Regions from separate parts of the Mus musculus genome. Here regions 1, 2 and 4 are each linked to region 3. The links are chromatin contacts, called in public HiChIP or PLAC-seq and promoter capture Hi-C maps. All regions are on one chromosome and are shown on one strand. The core of a region is the stretch at or near the end of the contact, and the rest is flanking DNA. Distances in the headings are between cores, read along the strand shown. Region 1 overlaps Farsb (phenylalanyl-tRNA synthetase, beta subunit). Region 2 holds the start of Farsb (phenylalanyl-tRNA synthetase, beta subunit). Region 3 holds the start of Mrpl44 (mitochondrial ribosomal protein L44). Region 4 overlaps Nyap2 (neuronal tyrosine-phophorylated phosphoinositide 3-kinase adaptor 2).

What was found. Promoter capture Hi-C pulls out the DNA fragments that hold promoters and counts their contacts. HiChIP or PLAC-seq counts read pairs in DNA pulled down with a chosen protein or histone mark.
Region 1: a contact with region 3 is called in an H3K27ac HiChIP or PLAC-seq map of large pre-B cells, with 4 times the contacts expected there. The contact joins the enhancer-like site here to the promoter of Mrpl44 in region 3. A contact is called at or near these places in 4 of 39 promoter capture datasets (the C10 cell line, liver and pre-B cells), 2 of 484 Hi-C or Micro-C datasets (B cells and CD4 T cells) and 3 of 115 datasets of contacts at active chromatin or transcription factors (the NIH/3T3 cell line, large pre-B cells and stem cell-derived neural progenitor cells).
Region 2: a promoter capture Hi-C map of pre-B cells shows a contact between it and region 3. The contact joins the promoter of Farsb here to the promoter of Mrpl44 in region 3. A contact is called at or near these places in 6 of 39 promoter capture datasets (the C10 cell line, the HPC-7 cell line, the SN4741 cell line and 3 more), 4 of 484 Hi-C or Micro-C datasets (CD4 T cells, CD8 T cells, bone marrow-derived macrophages and 1 more), 7 of 115 datasets of contacts at active chromatin or transcription factors (the NIH/3T3 cell line, Th17 cells, astrocytes and 4 more) and 2 of 9 other capture datasets (adipose tissue and liver).
Region 4: a contact with region 3 is called in a promoter capture Hi-C map of second pharyngeal arch cranial neural crest. The contact joins the enhancer-like site here to the promoter of Mrpl44 in region 3. A contact is called at or near these places in 5 of 39 promoter capture datasets (the 3T3-L1 cell line, cranial neural crest, hippocampal neurons and 1 more), 6 of 484 Hi-C or Micro-C datasets (the N1E-115 cell line, cerebellum, cortical neurons and 2 more) and 2 of 115 datasets of contacts at active chromatin or transcription factors (astrocytes and embryonic forebrain).

Annotation. Positions count from the first base shown.
Region 1 is chr1:78,434,896-78,437,595 of GRCm38.p6, forward strand. All of the region lies in intron 16 of Farsb (phenylalanyl-tRNA synthetase, beta subunit), which reads right to left. Among named protein-coding and RNA genes, the nearest start is that of Farsb, 53 kb to the right of the region's middle. Within about 2 kb of position 1,271, at least 63 of the 459 cell types and tissues checked have an H3K27ac peak or open chromatin away from gene starts, as enhancers often do. A contact at or near this core is called in the NIH/3T3 cell line, where this site is marked.
Region 2 is chr1:78,487,559-78,490,258 of GRCm38.p6, forward strand. Farsb (phenylalanyl-tRNA synthetase, beta subunit) reads right to left here and starts at 1,339. Exons shown (of 17, transcript NM_011811.4): 1 at 1,227-1,339. The coding sequence starts at 1,284.
Region 3 is chr1:79,774,660-79,777,359 of GRCm38.p6, forward strand. It overlaps Mrpl44 (mitochondrial ribosomal protein L44), which reads left to right and starts at 1,359. Exons shown (of 4, transcript NM_001081210.1): 1 at 1,359-1,652. The coding sequence starts at 1,474. It also overlaps a transcript of Wdfy1 not described here.
Region 4 is chr1:81,300,471-81,303,170 of GRCm38.p6, forward strand. All of the region lies in intron 6 of Nyap2 (neuronal tyrosine-phophorylated phosphoinositide 3-kinase adaptor 2), which reads left to right. Among named protein-coding and RNA genes, the nearest start is that of Nyap2, 220 kb to the left of the region's middle. Within about 2 kb of position 1,426, at least 19 of the 459 cell types and tissues checked have an H3K27ac peak or open chromatin away from gene starts, as enhancers often do. A contact at or near this core is called in the N1E-115 cell line and second pharyngeal arch cranial neural crest, where this site is marked.

The DNA.
Region 1 (2,700 bases), core at 21-2,520, 1.3 Mb before region 3:
CTTGTTGGAGGAAGTCACTGTGTCACTGTGTGGGGTGGGTTTTGAGACCTTCCTCCTAGCCAAGTAGAAGCCAGTCTTCTGTTTGCCTTCGGAACAAGATGTGGGACTCTAAGCTCCTCTTGCATCATGCCTGCCTGGATGCTGCCATGCTTCCTGTTTTGATGATAATGGACTGAACCTCTGAACCTATAAGCCAGCCCCCCAATTAAATGATGTCCTTATAAAAGCTGCGTGGGAGCTGGAGAGGTGGCTCAGCAGTTAAGGGCACTGACTGCTCTTCCAGAGGTCCTGAGTTCAATTCCCAGCAACCACATGGTGGCTCACAACCATCTGCAAAGGATTTGGATGCCCTTTGCTGGTGTGTCTGAAGACAGTTACCAGCTACAGCGTACTCATATACATAAAATAAATAAATCCTTTAAAAAAAAATCTGCCTTGGCCTTGGTGTCTGTTCACAGCAATGGAAGTTTTGGAAGTTAATTTAATAAAAGTTATAGTAACAAATACAAAAGCAGTAAGTGCAGATACTATGAAGCACTCTGTAAGAAAAAATGGAACCAGTCTTCATTACTATGGTTGGAGTAAAGACCTCCTTTCTGATCTCAGTGTGAAAACATCTCCACTAAGAAAGTCAGATTCCAGAAGGAAAGAAATGAGTAACTTACTATATGATGCTTAAAAACCTCCATAGTAAAAGTCAGACAATCAAAGAGTTAACAAACTAAAAAAGGTACAATATTTATCACAAAAAGTTAATAGTCATACAACAGGAAAAGTTCTAAGACCAATAAATCTAAAGAAATAATTAACAAGAGGCTCAGAGAAAAGGAAATTAAAATATACCACAAATGAGAAAATATGTTCATATTTGTTCATAAAAAAGATGGAGCTAAATGTTAGTGAGATGCCACTTCCCATCTATGAAACTGAGAACAGAAAGGAAAAGCAATCCATAGAACCTACAATTCAGTGCACACAAGATCGTCTCATTGGCTGCACCTGCAGTGTGAGAATCAGAAGGTTATCCACCAGTTACCCTTTCCCAACAGCCCCATACCTCTAGCAATCTCTTCCAAAAGTACCCTGATAGAAGCATCAAATAGCATGAGCACAAGGCTACACACAGTGTAGTACTGACTGGAAATAAGCCAAAGTTCACTGTCGGAGAACTGGGATTCTGTACATGAGAACAGTTCATTTGGGCCAAAGAAAAAAAGCCCCAATATGCTGCCTCTGTGTAGGCTGCTGGAACAGGAAGCCAGCTACACAACAGTGCACACAGCATTGCTCACTCAGCTGAGAAGGCAGAAGGGTGTGTACGCATTTATGTGCTCTTATATCTAAAAACAAACCACAGAGGACAAATGAAAAGAAAGCTGAGGTCAGTGGAGCACACCTGTTAATTCCATCACTTGAGAGGTGAAGGCAGAGGGACCTTGGGTTCAAGGCCAGTTGTGGTTATATAGAAACACCCTGTCTCAAAAAAACCCAACACCAACACACACACACACACACACACCAGACAAACAAACAAACAAACAAAAAATTTCACAGCCCCAGAAGGTAGCAAAGGAATGGAATGAAAGATGAAACAAAGACTGAATATTATTATCTATATGTACTCACTCCGTAGGTTATATACTACAGATAAAAGAAATGGCTGTATGTAGTGCTTAAACTATTTTCAGCAGTCATACAGTTAACAACATTGGAATTCTCATTTTGAAACTCTGATGACACACACAGCCAGATGAGTAAAAGCAAACAAAAATGGAAATGTGTTTAAAAAAAAAAACCAAGAGTTTCAATGTAAACTAAGAGAACTATCCAACTTTGTAAATATCCTCAGGTTCTGACTATGAACTGAAAATATCCATGTTGGGATGGAGATGTAGCCTAGTGGTAAAGCATTTGGCTAACATACAGGAGGCCCTAGGTTCAAACCCCAGGACTAAAAGGGAAACAATATAAAAATCAAACAAAAACCTGTTTGATTTGAAAAGATCAACACTAAAAACAAAAACAAAGCAAACAAGTGTTTTCTGAATCTCGATAATCTTTGTATGCAAAAAAGCCCAGAAACAAAGTTGCATGGAGCAACAATGTCAACCTTAGCATACAGTCCATGATATAAATTTGATTTCTCACTAAAAGGAACCAGGGATCCTTGGACACATGGCTGACTCTAGTGCTAATAAGTAGTACAAACTCATTCAGGGAGCACTGGGGATAAAGAGTTTAGTCTGAAGGTGCCGATCTCAAGTAAGGTTAAGAATAGAGACAGCAGGTCCCCTCAGCTCTCCTACAGCCTGGAGCCCTTAAAGCTAAGCTCCACTTGACAAAATTCTGACTCCGTGTTCAGTTCCTCTCACTGGACTGTGACAGGAGCAAGTGTAAACAGGAGCTGTCTCACAGGATTCAGCACTACAGGACTGTGATGGAAAGCTCTGCCAAGACTGTTCTCTGTCACAGCCCTGGTAGGCACAGCCCTGTGAACCCAGCTCTCAGGAGGCTGAGAAGGACAGCCTGCTCTATAAAACAAGACTGTCTCAAAAAACAAAACAAGCCTAGAAATCACACAGCAAGAGCTTAAACGCACCTAAGGGCTGTTGTACTGTCCTGTGTGTGTTGCTACCATAGAAACCATCTGCGTGTGGCTTAGGCTCTGACCCTGAATTTAAAAAGTTTATATCACTTAAT
Region 2 (2,700 bases), core at 89-2,588, 1.3 Mb before region 3:
CTATATAAGGGAAACTGGTTAGGAAATTAAAACCACATTCCAAAAGCAAAGCGATTTCCTGTTTCTAAGGCCTTGGTCACAACTATAATTGTATCACTTGGGAGACTGAGTCAGGAGGATTGCCACAAGTTTAGAGTCAGCCTGGACTTCAGAATAAGGTTCTGTCTCCAAAAGAACAACGACAAAATCCGACAAACACAGGGGGTGAGTAATATCTAAAGTCCATCCTTAGGAAAAAAAAATCTTAAAAGTTTACTTGTACGACATCAGTACTGTGGTGTTATGAACCTGCTCCATTTTGTCCTCTAATTTTGGCCTCTAATACTCAAAAACAAGGAGGCTCTCATAAAACACTCGCTCTGACCTTTATAGAAGCTGATAACTACAGGGTGAGGCTGATACCATTTCAACTTACTACATCTGTGTTGGAAATGATAATTTGACTAATATTTACCTCCCTTCCCCCCCCCCCCACAATGGTTTAGTTTTAGAACTGAGAAAGAGGGAAGTGTGTCATGAATGCTAAGCCCATAGAAGTGATTCCATTTAGGGGTCAAATCAATGTTAACTATCAAATGCTACCCCTGCACAAAACCTGGTTTCCTTTCCCAGAAACATTTAGCATGTCCAATAAACCGTTTTACTAACATCATGGTTTGTTATTTTTCTCATGTATGTGTCATGTGCACAGCTCTACTCCCAAACACTGCCTGACACACTTCTGGAGCCTGGTCAACACTAAAATAAAGCCAATGCCGGGCTTGGTGGCACACGCTTGTTATCCCAGCACTCAGAAACTGAGGCAAGAAGACCGACAGTTCGAAAACAGCCTGGGCTACATAGTGAGACCCGCATCTTTCTTAAACGTCTCCCCTTCGCTGTCAATCTGGTTCCACAGCCTACAGTTGTGATGGAACCCAGGGTACGTTTCCTCGTCTGTGTCCCGACACCAAAGTCCGTGCTGGGCACGGAGTTGGAGCTCGGTCTCTAAATGAATGACACGGAGAGCCCGACACGCGCTGATGATGCAACGGAGCCACCGCGGAGCTGGTTCCGAGAAGCTACTTCAGCGCAGCCGAGTCTCCTCGCCCAGCAGCGCGCCCCTGAGGACTCTGGCCGTGCCGGGCCAAACCCCACGTAGCGGCATGAACGCCGCCAGCACGTTCTTCTGCAGGGCGAGCAGACTTCCCCAGGCACCGAGCCCAAGCCACGGGGCGGGCACTCACTGTAGGTCCGGCCCAGGGCTTGGAAGAGCAGGTCTCGCTTTACGCTGACAGTCGGCATGGCGAGTCGTGGACACTGCGCCTGCGCCACATGCGGGGCCTCAGCGACCCTAGAGTGAAGGACCCGACGCTCCGCTCTTGGGCTGTCTCACGTGATGCCTGTCTAAATTCAACCATTTGCACATCCGTTTTCCAGCCGAATATAGGAAAACACCTCTCTCTGGATTATTTAACATAGTTCTGTTGTGACGATAACCAAAAAGTTTGGAAAATAGGTGTAATCGGGTGGAATTATCTCTATTTTGACAGGCAAGAGTGAGAACAGACCTCAGAGGCCTGGATGCTTCCCAAAGCCCTAGGGAAGATGCCAAGTTGGGTAGGCGGAGCGCTAGATTGGTGGGAAGGACTTCCAGGTAGAGAAGTCCGCCCAGAGGTATTTGAAAAGCAAGGTAAACGGATGCAAGACTTCCTGCAAAGAAGAATATGCAAATACTAATGGCAAGGTCTGTTAACAGGCCACATTTTTTTACTTTTTTGAGACAGGTTTCTCTGTCGCCTTGACTGTCCTGGAACTCGCACTATAGACTAGGCTGGCTTTGAACTCCGAGAACTTTTGAGATCCGTACCTCCCTAGTGCTGGGATTAAAGGCATGCGCCACCACTGCCGGGCTTTTACTTAATCCTTTAACCCTCTTGAAACTACAGATTTTATACCCGAGCCTTGTTCGAACGCAGCAGCAGCCCTGTGGGTAGGCGTTGTTAGAGACCGCAGGACTTTTCTGTCAGATGCTGTACTCAGCCTAAAAAGTGCACGAGCAGATTTGCTCCTTAGAATAACTCTGAGGGACAGTACGTCAAATCATGGGCCACTGAGATGTCAGGACTTAATCCCGTGTAGCCTGCAAATGCTACTTTATGTGGTATCAGAGCCTATGTGGAATAAGCTAAGGGTTTTGAGATGGAACTTAGCCTAGGTTATTAGGATGGGCCCTAAATGCAATTGACTGTAGACTCAATAAGCGGAAGGCAGTGATTCCAGTAAGGTCACTAAAAAAAATAAAGTCAGTAGTCTTCGAAACTGGAAGAGATAAGGAGGGAAATCTCTCCTAGCCTATTCAGCAGCCCCCAAAACACTTGGATTTGGGCCAGTGAAATTGCTTTTGGGTTTCTTGCCTCCAGAACTTGAATATAACAAAGTTCTGTTTCATCTCATTCATTATTCTTTATGATTTGAGATAAAGGCTCAACTCTATAGCTGAAGCAGTCCTGGAACTCATCCTGTAGCTCTGGATGGCCAGAAATTTTCAGAGTTTTAAGGTGTCCTGAAAGACAAGAATATAAGTTACCTCACCAGACTCAAGTTTCTGTTTGAAATCAAAAGTTTGTAGTACTTCCTTTCAGCAGCCATGAAAAAACAAATACATCAAAGCAGGAAGATAAAACAGCCATGGACTGTGGGACTCACCTAACCTGTAAG
Region 3 (2,700 bases), core at 109-2,608:
CAGAAAACGAGCATAAGAAGTTGGTAAAACACATGAAACTGAAGAAGAACGAAGACCAAAGTGTGGACACTTTGCGCCTTCTTAGAATTGGAAACAATCACCCATGGAAGGAGTTACAGAGACAAAGTTTGGAGCTGAGACAAAAGGATGGACCATCTAGAGACTGCCATATCCAGGGATCCATCCCATAATTAGCCTCCAAACGATGACACCATTGCATACACTAGCAAGCGTTTACTGAAAGGACCCTGATATAGCTGTCCCTTGTGAGACTAGGCCGGGGCCTAGCAAACACAGAAGTGGATGCTCACAGTCAGCTATTGGATGGATCACAGGGCCTCCAATGGAGGAGCTAGAGAAAGTATCCAAGGAGCTAAAGAGATCTGCAACCCTATCAGAGGAACAACATTATGAACTAACCAGTACCCCAGAGCTCTTGACTCTAGCTGCATATGCATCAAAAGATGACCTAGTCGGCCATCACTGGAAAGCGAGGCCCATTGGTCAGGCAAACGTTATATGCCCCAGTACAGGGGAACGCCAGGGCCAAAAAATGGGAATGGGTGGGTAGGGGAGTGGGGGGGGGGAGGGAGTGGGGGGACTTTTGGGATAGCATTGTAAATGTAATTGAAGAAAATACATAATAATAATAAAAAAAGAGAAAAAAAATGAACAAGCTGTTTGTGAAAGCAGGCACAAAGACCCTGGAGTCTAACTGGGTGAGTGCAGGGGAATTGTTTCCCTTGTATAAGAACCATACAGGTGCCTCTCAAGGAAAAGATGTTCACCATAAAAACTATGGGAAAAGAAGCAGAGACACTTCCATTTCTGACTTCAGGTCTTTTACTCATATTTTGTTAGGAAAGCTTCAAACGTTGATACAGATTTTTAAAAAAAAAACTTGTAATTTCACTGTTAATATTTTTATGTACCCCTCCTGGTCCCGAGTCTTCCCCTGTGGGAGGGGGGTAGGGTGGGAGGAAAGTAGTTGTTTTAAAATACAAACTTTAATTTTGGTTAAGTTAAACACACTTCTGAACGTGCTTTTGTAAGCGAGACTTTTTGGAAACGGTTGGGTGAAGCCTTAAACTTTGAAAACATTTCCTCAGTAGTGGCTGGAATGATGGTCTGCAACTTTTAAGACTGAATGTAAACAAGAAATGTTTTTCTTGTGAAAATTTAAGTGTTTTATTTAGAACTTTAAAAACTAGTTTTTGTTCTGCTTTAATGAGAAATAAACACAAGCGAGACTGATAGGGTCAAGCAACTGTTTCTCAACAATTTCTGCACCCATACTTACAGAATGGGCAGAAAGAAGCACTTGCGCACGCGCAGTACACTAGCCATGCTCCCTCTTCGGTGTCCTCCAGCGTTCAGGCCTCTCTCTGCTGCTGCACCAGTTTCCGGGGAACCGCGTTCGGGCTACACCGCTCCGGCTGTCTTCCTTCCGCCTCCTATTGCCTTGTTCTTGCCATGGCTTCTGCTGTATTCCGGTTGCTGCAGCAGGGCCCTCGCCGCCTATTGGCTCCGGCCGTCCCCACGCTGGCTCCTCCGGTTCGGGGAGTGAAGAAGGGATTCCGTGCCGCCTTCCGCTTCCAGAAAGAGCTGGAGCGATGGCGCCTGCTACGCTGCCCGCCGCCGCCAGTGCGACGGTAGGCGTCTCGGGAGGGTGGAGAGGCTAAGGTGGCGGCGAGGACACCAGGCTGCAGGCAACTGCGGTGGGCACGTTCCTGCAGGCAGCATGGGGCAGAGGAACTGGGCGACAGGGGCTGGGCTGTCCCCTGCAGAATCTCACTAGCTGAATATAAGCAAATGGGGTCGACCAGAGGGTAACTGCTTGGGATTGGGATTGACCCAATTTTGTCACTTCCTAATCTCAGGCCAATTGGGTATTTTAAAGAGGAATAGGGTCATCAATTCTACCATATTGCGTACCAGGGTAGAAACATTTAATTCTGTGTGTAACAGAATTTCATGTCCACTGCCTGGAGTGAGGATAAAAGTTTAGGTTTTTTATCTAATTAATCTTCTTGCCTGGGGGCGGGGGGGGGGGTTGTCGGACAAATCAAAACAGCCAACAACAACAACAACCTCAACAAAAACCCCACAGATTTTTCTAAAGTGCATCATGCTTATATACGATCCTGCATCATGCACTTTCTGTATACTCTGTCTTAGTGGGCAAAAGTACACGAAGATCAACTTCATTCTTACAGTTTCTTTGGCATTTGACTTCCGTTAGATTGTTAGAACACCAAAGAAGCAGGAACTGTCTCTAGTTAGCTAGTTATTCCTGAGCTGAGACTTTGATTACTATTTTAATATTGCCCTCCAGGAGAATATTAATCCCCTTTACACTAACACCAGTGAGAATACACCTTCTATTGCACAATTATTGTGGTTTAATAAGCAAGACTCAGAATCATGTCTTAATTTACATTCCCTTGCCCAATAGACAGGTGGGTATTTTAAGATTAATGAGTTAAAATTGGAAAAAACTATAGAAAACAAATTTAGATTTATGATTTTAAACTTAGATCTATTTTTCTTCTCTCTTTTAACTTTAAAGGATTTTATTGTGGCATTATTTTTCTCTAGGAAAAGACATTTAATTTTCTCTAGGAAAAGGCATTTAATTCTTGGAATTGTGTGTCTGTACAGTGTACCTGCACACACCAGGCCATTGTGTCAATTACCACT
Region 4 (2,700 bases), core at 176-2,675, 1.5 Mb after region 3:
GTTTAACAGTCTCATAACAAGCATCTCAAGAAATCTGCTACTGAGCAGAAACTACAAACTCATACCTGTCCCCAACACACTTATTATCCATCTCCATCGCTACCAGGAATGAGGCAGATTGATGCAATTTACAACTCCGTCTAAGAAGATTCAAACCCATGGGGTGGCACTTAGGTCAAAGGACTCTGAGGGTGTCTGCTAGCTGCTAGTTCTCTGTACCTGGATGTGTCCTTTATACCCTTATCATCAGAAGTCAAAACTAAGGCAATGGAAAAATTATAAAGTAGCTGAAGAATATTCTTTAGTGTGTGAAAGGCACAGATGTTATGGGAGGATCTGAGGTGAAGTTTTCACAGTGACGATCCCATGCTGTTTATTGTTATCTCTGCTTCTTGCCTGTAGGATGTACAAGGACATGGGTGGAGCCTTTCTGTTCTGTTCTATATCAAACAGGTGCTCTTACTCCCCCATGTGGCAAGAGAGAATGCCAGTGTGAGCTGGCTGACACAAGCTGTCCAGCGTGTCTTGCTTATGGGATGCTAGAAGTTATGAACTGAAACGCTTAAATGCGTCACTCTTCTTTTTTCCAGGGAGCCTGTTTTTTTATCTGTAGAGTATGGGAAGTATTATTTGTTTAATAGTATTGTTGAGAATCAGTGTGATTATAAATATATGATTCATATTATATAAAAATAATATACATTTATATTATATAAGTATATTATATAAATTATATATAATTTCAAATTTAAAATATCAATTATATTATTATAACTGATATAATATTATTGTGTACTAAATATAAATGTATTTTTATATATGAAAAGGATTAGGGATAATATTTATTCTTTCTCTTCTTGCCATACATCATTTTACTCTCTCAAATACTCAAATTTTTCGGATTGCTGGAAAATTTTGAGAGGAGACTTCTGGCCACTGATGTAACAAAGAAGTTGGATGCAGATGGGTGACTTAGTTCACCCCAGTATTCCTATGTAATCCTGTGAGAAATTAAACACTCAGAATTTGCTAGGGTAGTGACTTTTTCTTGTCCTGTATTTATCATGTGTGGTTTGGATAAAATGTAAGTGGAAACTGACTACCAGTGTCATTTCAGCTCCCCTGTCATCTACTGTTATTTATTGTCCTATCTAGATTAAATGACAAATGAATGCAATGGAAATTCTACAGCTATCTAGGATGCTATCAACTTTTGTGGTTAGGAGAAAGAAGATGCTATGGTCAGAATGGTCAGCATATGCTTTAAGATGTATCACTGATTCAAATACATTGTTTTCTTTAAACACCAGCATGCACTCTGTGGAATACACCTTTAACAACAGAAACCAATGGGGCTTCAACAAGCCTGCCCCACACTGCTTGGAGAACTTTAACAAATAAAGTGGATACATGGCTCCCCCTAGCAACCGAAATGTATAGTACAACCAGCTCTTCAAAGGCAGGGTTGCTTTTAAAGTCTTACTTGTAAACACACCTCCTGAGTGAGGAAAATGAGCAACTGTATCCAACGCCCCTTGTGTGCTGCACATTTTTATGGATAGATGAAGGTAACTGCATTGGGCTGTATGACTTCTTCCCTTCATTTAATTATCTCTGTTCAACCTGAGTCTTGAGAGAAAACAAAAAACAAAAAACAAAAAAAGCATTGCCCTTCTTTAATTAAATTAAAGTGCAGGGGTGGGGAGCTTAATTCAATAAATGGAAGAATAACTTCTTGATTTTTTTCCTTCTGTTAATGTCATTGAAATGAGTAGCTTAAGAATGTTTCAAAAAAAAAAAAAAAAGAAAGAAAAAGAAGAAGCTCTCTCTAGCTACTGGGTAAGCTTTCCTTCGACTTAGGTGACCAGTAGAATATGAAGAAATGTTTGTACACAACACTTGCTCACAGTTGTTCTGCACTTTATTCCAGTGCCTCTCTACTTTCCTAATGCTGTAACCCTTTAGTACAGTTCCTCATGTTGTGGTGACCCCAAACCATAAAATTATTCTGCTATTACTTCAATAACTATAGTCTCCCTGCTGTGAGAAATTTTAATGTAAATATCTGATACACAGGATACCTGATTTGCGACCCCCCAAAGAAGTTGAGACCCACCATTGAGAACTTTTGCTTTATTTGAATAATATGGTCCCGTGGTGCATGCTTTTCTGAAGAAACACTAAGGGGCGTTAGTCGTTCCCTTCTATTCTGTGTGACACATAAACGTTACCCCTCGGGTTGAACCACCTTGCTAAACAAAACAGATATCTTAAGCAGCACTCGTGATCCTCCTGCAACTGCCACAGCTCTCAGGATTCTGTATTACCATGTTCATATCATATCTACTTTGTGCTCTTAATATCATATCTAGTAAGAAGTCATAATATGTCTATTAGTGAGGAAGCTGAAGCCAGAGTGTCTCTGTAATTCAAATCTGACACTAGTCACATGGTGCTAAGGTGTAAGCCCAGATTGTCTTATTAAAGCCATGCCGTACACAAAGCTGCCTTCTTCATACTTCGGTTCTCAACTGCTCTCCACATTCTCTTTTGCTCATTGGCTTATTAAACATGCAGATTTTCTTGGGTGTTATATTTGTGTTCATCATTCTTAAATGAAATTTGCATAGGGGAGTATGAATTGCAACAGGACTTCAACTAAACAGTGTCCCAACTTTGACTAGTATCCCCAAGGGTGAA